Regions from separate parts of the Mus musculus genome. Here region 2 is linked to region 1. Evidence: chromatin contacts called from public HiChIP or PLAC-seq data. All regions are on one chromosome and are shown on one strand. Each heading gives the region's core, a stretch centred on a gene start, on an enhancer-like site or on the middle of the called end of the contact. The rest is flanking DNA. Distances are from core to core; before and after follow the strand shown.

Evidence for each region. HiChIP or PLAC-seq counts read pairs in DNA pulled down with a chosen protein or histone mark.
Region 2: an H3K27ac HiChIP or PLAC-seq map of embryonic fibroblasts shows a contact between it and region 1, with 3 times the contacts expected there. The contact joins two enhancer-like sites. A contact is called at or near these places in 3 of 39 promoter capture datasets (the 3T3-L1 cell line, cranial neural crest and liver), 2 of 484 Hi-C or Micro-C datasets (the HL-1 cell line and nephron progenitors) and 2 of 115 datasets of contacts at active chromatin or transcription factors (embryonic fibroblasts and large pre-B cells).

The regions. Positions count from the first base shown.
Region 1 is chr9:67,103,778-67,108,056 of GRCm38.p6, reverse strand. Gm10646 (predicted gene 10646) reads right to left here. Exons shown (of 3, transcript NR_153957.1): 2 at 1,970-2,219; 3 at 1-1,304. It also overlaps the pseudogene Gm22145. Among named protein-coding and RNA genes, the nearest start is that of Gm10646, 3.6 kb to the right of the region's middle. Within about 2 kb of position 2,071, at least 108 of the 459 cell types and tissues checked have an H3K27ac peak or open chromatin away from gene starts, as enhancers often do.
Region 2 is chr9:67,267,884-67,271,697 of GRCm38.p6, reverse strand. The region is part of intron 44 of Tln2 (talin 2); the gene reads left to right. Among named protein-coding and RNA genes, the nearest start is that of Mir190a, 33 kb to the right of the region's middle. Within about 2 kb of position 1,362, at least 26 of the 459 cell types and tissues checked have an H3K27ac peak or open chromatin away from gene starts, as enhancers often do.

The sequences.
Region 1 (4,279 bases), core at 822-3,321:
TTTAGGAGTTGCTGCTGTGGGCAGCTGAGTTTTGTACGTTCGACTGAATTTGTCATTTGTCAAGACTCCCAGAAGGATGTAGGAAGCACATGTTTCTTATCAATGGAAAATAAATTCTTACAGCAATCAGTTCTCATTGGTGTAGACTTGGCTCTAGGATTCGGGAGAATCAGGGGCCTGGGGAGATTGCTCAGTTGGTAAAGTGTCCCCAGGGCAAGCTTGAGAACCTGGGTTCAAATCCTAGCACCTGTGTAAAACAATCCTGGCTCCATACACACCTGTAATCCCAGGGCCTACACACAGAGACAGATCTTTGAGGTGAGGGGCTGAGGAAGATACCAACATACACTTCACTCAGACACACAAGAAATGAAAATATGTTGGTCTGAAGACCTATGCATGGACATTAGCACTTGTAGAAAAGCCCTTCAGGGGCTGGAAAGATGGATTGGAGCACTTGCTGAATACATGAAGACATGATTTGAATCCCCAGAACTTATGCTAAAACCTATGCACGGCTCCCATGCCTACTCCACAAAGTCCAGGTTCAGTGAGAGCCTGAAGATTGGTAGAGCAGTGACTGATGGAAAATTACCAACACTGACCTTTGACCTCCACAGCTATGCATGCATAGACACACACACAGGCATAGACACACACACACACACACACACCACATACACACATACCACACACACACACATACACATCATACTACACACACACACACACCACACGTATACACCACACACACACACACACACACACACACATACACACAACACACATACACACCACACACACACTCACACTCACACTCACACTCATACTCATACTCATAGTGAGGAAGGGTATTGCCTTTTCAGATACTGACTATCTGGTTTCTCAGCCTAATCTGTTGGGTTCATGGCGGTAACTCTGAATCCTTTGTTCGGAGGAATGACCTGTGGGCCGTGGCTGTAAACAAGATGACTAGTCCCTCAGCTCCCTGTTCACCACAGGGAATGATGGAAGGGTCAGAGATTTACCTGTCATTCCTCTGAATCCTTTCTTCATCCCTTCTCCTCCCTCCAGTGGCAACAACATTCATGCCTGGCATTTCTTTTAAAAAGAGGGATTATAGTTAGGAGCCTCCTTGATGTACTGATATCCCACAAGTCCATGAACAACTGGGAGAAATTTACTCTCCATGGCTACAAAATGCTAAATCTGGAAGGCAGGTCACTTGGAAGGCAGGTCACGTCACCTGGAAGGCAGGTCACTTGGAAGGCAGGTCACCTGGTTCCAGAATTCCTCGTGAGGGTCTGTGAATCAGACAATAGAGCTCACTAGGTCTATAGGGGAAAAAAAAAAACCCTGAAATTTACCATTTCCTTCAGTTATTGTTTGTGAATGAAAGCAACACACCCCAGTGTGTAAGCCTGTGAATACGGGTGTTTTCAGAGTCCAGATCCCCTGGCGCTGGAGTGACCAGTAGATGTGAGCTGGAAATCAATGCAGGCTCTGCAAGAGCAGTGCTCACTCCTAACTGCAGAGCCATCTCTCCAGCCCCACACTTCCCTTTGTATCTCACTTGGGCTACTGCAAAACTCTCAAATTATAATTTACTTACCACCTCCCACAGGCTCTCAAGTAGCCCAGGAGGCCTTCAAATTCTGTGTGTACCCAGGGAGGTCTTGAACTTCTGCTCCTTCCGAAGCATGCGAAGGCCTGCTTTGTGCCGTGTTAGGGATCAAGCCTAGCGTTCCATGCGTTCTAGGCAAGCACTCTACAAGGAGCTAGGTCCAGGGCCCTCTTTTGGTTTCTTGCCCTTTACATTTTCTTTTAAGGAACCATTCATAGGTTTGTGAGTGAACTGAACTGATGGCTCTTAGGCGATCTCGAGCATTTAGCAGCCAGATGGCTTCCTCCATGACTCATCGCCCCAAGCCGGCTCTCTAGAGAGGAGGGGATGTGGTAGCCCACTCACCGTTGGCTTCAGGGCCTCTGATGAAGAAGAAGAATTTGTGGTGAGAGGTCCTGGCCTGCGGGAGGGACCGTTTCTGATGAGGTCATCGGGAGGGAATGCCTCCCTGGGCAGAGGTGGGAGCCTGGGCCAGCTGCCAGCAGCGGGGTCAGGAAGCAGGACAGACAGAAAAAGGAGTTCTGCCTGAGGATTAGCCATCTTTAAGGGTCCTGTGGAATTGCTTTGAAGTTTCATCCTCAGGCAGGCTCAAGCTCTGGGGGGAAAAAAACAAACAAACAATGGACTTTTGTTTTGTCCCCTCCTGATCAGAGAGGACCCAACCTTGCATTAACTCTGATGGTTCTGACCGCAGTTGGGCCCTGCCACAGCTCACAACACCCATCACCGGAAAATTGCCTAGCATAGCCTGTGCCTTCTAACGTTTCAGCAGAGTTTAAACGGTTTCTCAGGGATTCCTTGCAAACTCACACACCTTGTTATACAAGTCAAAAGGGTGTTTTAGAGACAGTGTCCTGGGGGGAACTAAGGTGTTTTGTATTGTCTTTACAGTATGAGACTTGAACACAGCCAAGCATTCAACCCTACACCCCCACCAACTCTATAGCCTACGAGGATCTAGGTATAAGCAAAGCTCCAGGCTGATTTGGGGATGTAGTCATGTTTTGTAACTAGGATAACATGGGTGTCCTTAATCTTGGTGTTCCAGACCTCTGAAACCAGGCCCTGCTTTATACAGATGGATATCATCGTAGGAAACCCAAACTGTAACAAGATACAAATAATAATAGTTATCATGTATAAAGAGGTGTGTGTGTGTGTGTGTGTGTGTGAATGCTGCCTGTGCAGATGAAGCTAAGAGTACTGGATTCCTTGGAACTAGAGCTATAGGTGAGAGATGGGAACCAAACTTGGATCCTCTGGGAGAGCACAAAACTCTTACCTGTTGAGTCATGTCTCTGTCCCCAAAGCTAACATTTCTTGAGTGTCTGTTATATAGAGTTTGGACAGGCCACCATTCAATGCCTGCTGGCTGTGTGTGTGACCTTTTTGCCAAAAGAAACAATAATTCTTTTTAAGATTGAGAGAGAGAGAAAGAGAGAGCGAGAGAGAGCTTTACTGGCAAAAAAGTTAAAGTGCACACATAGTCATTAAAATGTAGGGATGGAATTCAAACCACCATCTGTCAAATCCCTGAGTTTATGCAGTTGACCTAGCATGAGCCACGATCCAGTTTGCTTGGGGACTAAGGAGGTTGCCCAGCACATGGGACTTTCCCACAGGAACTGGGAGGATCCTAGATGAGTCAGTCAGACTCTATCAAGACTGAAAGGTTTCTGCTGGAGACTGAAGCTCCCACTCCTCTTTTGACCACATGGCGTTGGGCAGGCTTCTCCACCATGGGCTCCCCTGCCAGGGGCCTCATCTGATGGTCACACCCGTCCCAGAGATGACCATTGAGTAAGACCACATAGATAGCCACACCTACTGTGTGTCCCACAGGGGCAGCAAAGGTGAGTCGCACACAGGTGCACCTGGAGAGGCCCCGTTTGCACTGTCTAATGGCTTCAAATCCAGAAAGAAAACAAAAACATTATAATCTCTTCAAGTAACTTTCTGTTCTCACTTCCCTTCTTATCCTCTGGGACTCATCCAATTCAATATATCCTAAAGTCTCTCAGGCAAGCTGAATTATCTGAGTTCTCTCTTGCACTATATTATTTTTATTTAGTTTTTATAAGGCAAAGTTATAACATAGTCCCCAAACTACACAATAGAGTTTCCCACATTTGGGGAAATCTCAAGGGTTGGAAGATCTGGATTGCAATGGCTAAGCATCACCCTGGGAAAACTCCCTTCTTGACTGAGGGATCTCTTGCATTTATTGAAATAATTTTTCACTTATTTTTTTGACAACTGCGTACACGTATTCAGTGTATTTTTATCATATCCAGTCTGCCAGTACCCTCATCTGTCGCTCTCCCACTGCTTGAAGCGGAGCCCCTTCCAGCCCGGTTGCAAAGGCCTGGGATTCACTCAGTGTAGGTTAGTGCAACCTCACACTCCCGTGAGACAGAGCAGGGTCCTGAGTGTGCCCCCATTCTCAAAGGCTATTTGGGATCCTCAGTTTTCTTCTCTCTATAACCAAAACTTGAATTCTTTCCTCATCAAGGTTTTCAGAAGTCTCTTGGGATAAAGCTACTTCATTGGCTTAGTATTTGCTTTGACTGGTGAGGCTGCAGGTATGATCCTCAGCACTGAAGAGGGAAAAAAGCCTGGGAGAGAAAGTAGGGTCATTCGATTGCCCAGAGATAG
Region 2 (3,814 bases), core at 113-2,612, 160 kb before region 1:
GAAATAACAGACCCGCCCTCACTTCCCCAGTACTCTGGGTTGGGACCTGGTGTGTCTAACAAAGGCTTTTAAAGCAACCATAGAAACACAGATCCAAAACACATCACTTTCTAACATATGTCATAACCATGCATGTAAGCAGGCATATCATATATATGTACGGAGGTACATATATATTTCTAGCATGGAGTTCCCTCAGTTTCTAACCATGCTCCTGTCTTTACATTCCAGAGCAGTCAGTCAGGCCTCAGCATGAATAATTGTAATAATTATGTTACATCAGCAAGAAAAATACTGAATCTTAATTCCTTTTACACAGTTTCCCCCGCTTCCTCCTCCTCCTCCTCCTCCTCCTCCTCCTTCTCTTTCTCTTTCTTTTTAAATAGTCTTTCTGTTTCAGTAAGACCAGACTACAGTTCTACACTGTAATTTATCTAGACGTATAATTCATTTGGTCAACATGTAATTTTGAATTTCATAAACAAGTAAAAGAAAGCTTGTGTTACCGTCAGGAAGCATTTGGACAATGGGAAGAAGTAGTTGACTTTGAGTGGAGATTGCCAGGGAGGTTTGGGCTCCTCTCCACAGGAAGCTTTGCAGTGTGATCTAGTCTCATCTGTCTGGAATTGGAACACTAGCCTGCCTTTTCCATATGGACAAAGCTCTCAAGAGCTGGCCACCCCAATGCGGAAGCAATCAGAGCCTTGCTATGACACAGAATCACTGATTGCACCAAGCCAACAAAGAAAAGAATGTGTCGCTAGCCACACAACACGTCACCTTGCATGCTGGTGCCTCTGACATTGTCAGTAACACTTGCTGTTTTTGGCGGGGCATCTTGCGATGTATTTTACAGTCCAGACACAAGAGCAGCATGACCCGAAGCCAAAAATGAGAGGGAGAACATAAGATTACCAGTGGCCTGTGCGGGAAAGTTCTCTGTGTGCATTTGCCAGACAGATGCTTGGGGGGAAACTGAGAAGGTTAGGAGGTCCCTGAAGCAATATAGGGTGTTGTTTTGTTTTGTTTTGTTTTGTTTTGTTTTAACATACCAAAATTGTGGGAGTTATTTGTATACCCGAGAGGGCCCCATATCCCAGAATGTGAAAATATTTACATGCAGGGCAATTGGGAAACCTTTCCTTCAGAGTCCTGCGGTGTACCCCCAACGAGTCCGCATTCTGGTCTTTTCCACAATGTGACAATTACAGGAAAAGCTGGACCTCTGTCCTCAAACATCAAACAGGATCTTTCTCTGTTTATTTTTCCACAGAAAACTCAAGGCTTTGTTAGTAGCACTGTGGAAGTTCTTCAGAAAAGTGAAAACTCTCCTGGCAGCTTTGCAAGTTAAGATTAGTTTCTCTCTGAACACAGAGAGACCAGAGAGATGACTCAGTCATGTACAAACAGGAGGGCCTGAGATCAGAGCCCCAGCACCCGTGTAAAAAGCTACTCATGGCTGCACGTGCCTGTAATCTTAGTCCTGGGGAGGAAGAAACAGGAGGGTGTCTTAGGCCTGCTGGTCAGCAAGTCTAGCCAAATCATTGATGTCCGGGTTCAGTGAGAGAGACTGTCTCAAAGACTAAGGTAAAGAGAATTGAGGAAGACATCTGACCTTGACGTGTGGCCTCTATATGTGCATATAGAAGGACTTGTAACAGCACACATACATACAGAGAGGGAAGGGGCTGAAAATGGGGAGAAGGGAAGGAGGAAGAGAAAAAGGGATGGAGGGAAAGAGGGAGGGGTTAAGATCCTAGGAGCTACAGCTCCACAATGTAAGTCCTGGGGAAAGATTTCGTGACTATAGCTCTATCTCTAGGGAAAGTCACATCACCACTTTGTGAGCCAGGGAGAGCATTGGTTATGCGCCTGGTCCTACAGCCTGCACTCCCAGGTGGAATGGATGTGCACGCTGGCATTTTATTTTTAAAATCCCACCCCAAAACTAGCTGTCAGGTAGAGAGAAAGTGATGCCTGGTTCTGTTGTTCACACTGTCTTCCCTGATATGTTTTCTAAGTGGATCCGACAAGTTCCGATTGTCACCCTGGTCTAACCCTCTTAAGGTCCCCCAGCTAAGCAGCTCTGGTTGCTTTGAAAGTCTTCAAAAAGTCATTTCATTTTTGTTTTGACTTGGCAAGTAAAGGGAAAGTGATTGGGGGTGGGGGGTGCTCCCTCCTCTCCATTGTAATCGGATCTAAACCAGGGCTTTTTTTTTTTTTTAATTTCCTTTAAGGCACAAAAGCAGATGGTTTTCTCTGTACTATTTTTCTTTGATCGAGAAATGAACTGAGGGCTTTTCTTGAGGCTCAAGCAATGCTTCCCTAAAGTTGCCAATTTAAAACCCCAAGTTGTGTGTCTTTGAGCAGCATTCCTTTATAATAAACACTGGTCGTACATTCAATCCACCCTGTGGGTCTTGCAAAGTCGGGCCAGACTTGCTGAGAAGTTTAGTGTTGCTTTGGGACTGAGGCATTTCTTAGTGCTTATCAGTTGAAACAGGATCTTAAAAGTGGGTTCCCTTTCTAGGAAGCTCCTCCAGCTGTAAAAATTTCCAGTGAAATTGCCAGTAGACCGTGTTGATTCTGCGGTCTTCTTGTATTTAAGTGTTCCATCAGCTCGCCGTAACCTGGAAAGTAATGAACATGATAGGTGCCAAGCCCAGATGCTGTGGTGGGCACTGTCCCTTTGCCCTCAACAAAGTATGTGAGACAAGGATCATTTGTTCCCCTCATTTCAGAGATAAACTGAAGCTCAGAAAGCTGAACAAAATTCTGTTTTTATTGAGGCCACTTTTAAAAACTTGAATCAGGGTTTTGTGTGCTGATTACACTGCCTCCCCTTCCCTGATGTCACCAGCAGTCCCCTGTCACTTGGGGATCTCTGGTCATCCTTTACCACCTCTCAGATAATGCTGACCCTTGAATACTTGGTATTAAACTTTATGGAAGCATAAGGACCAAGTTGAGTTTGAAACTAATGTCACATTCCCTGGCTTCCCCTTGATGTAGTATATAAGCCATTAACATATCTTGTAAAATAGATTTGTGTGACAGTCTCAGTACTTAGAAGGCTGAAGCAGGGGGAATCAAGAGTTCTTGGCCAGCCTGGGCCACACAGCATGGCTCTGTCTTGAATGATAACTATTTGAATGGCATCACTGCTGCGTGGCAAACACCTCCCCACCACCACCTCAGTGGCATGTCCTTGCTGCAGCAGTCCAGACATGTGTACAGAGATAGCGTGTTGCTGAAGGCTACCCCTCCTGTTGTACATCACACAGAGTCAGTAGGGCAGCCTGAGCGATGGAGAACCTCTGCAGGACCCAGTGCACACACTAGAAGGCATCCGGAGTCAGAAGCTCACCTTTCTGCATCTTATGAGCTCTCTGCTAAATGTCCCTTTCCCTCCTAGAAACAGTCTGCATTTCTATAGGAGGAGGGTGAGCATGCGTAGTCCTTCCCACTCTCAGCTCTCTCTTCCCTAAGCTTGACTAATGAGATAGAAGCAGGAGACAGCATCTCCTGGGCCAGAATCTCCCCAGGATTATCTACAGTGTCTGAGACCTTTTGGTAACTCTTCCTGATAGATGCTAGAAGAAGCAGCCCTGGCTTCTAGCTGTTGTTGATTCTTGATGGTAACGCAGGCTCATGCTTCAAGTTTTTGCTTTTCTTCTAGCTGCTTACTCACCTGGCCTGGAAGGCAGTTCATTTGTGGCTGTATTTATCAAACTCACAGTAAAACCTGGCACAGAACAGAACCAGAGGAATGCATGCTTTGGGAAGGGGGGGGGGTAATTTAGTACAGCTTAAA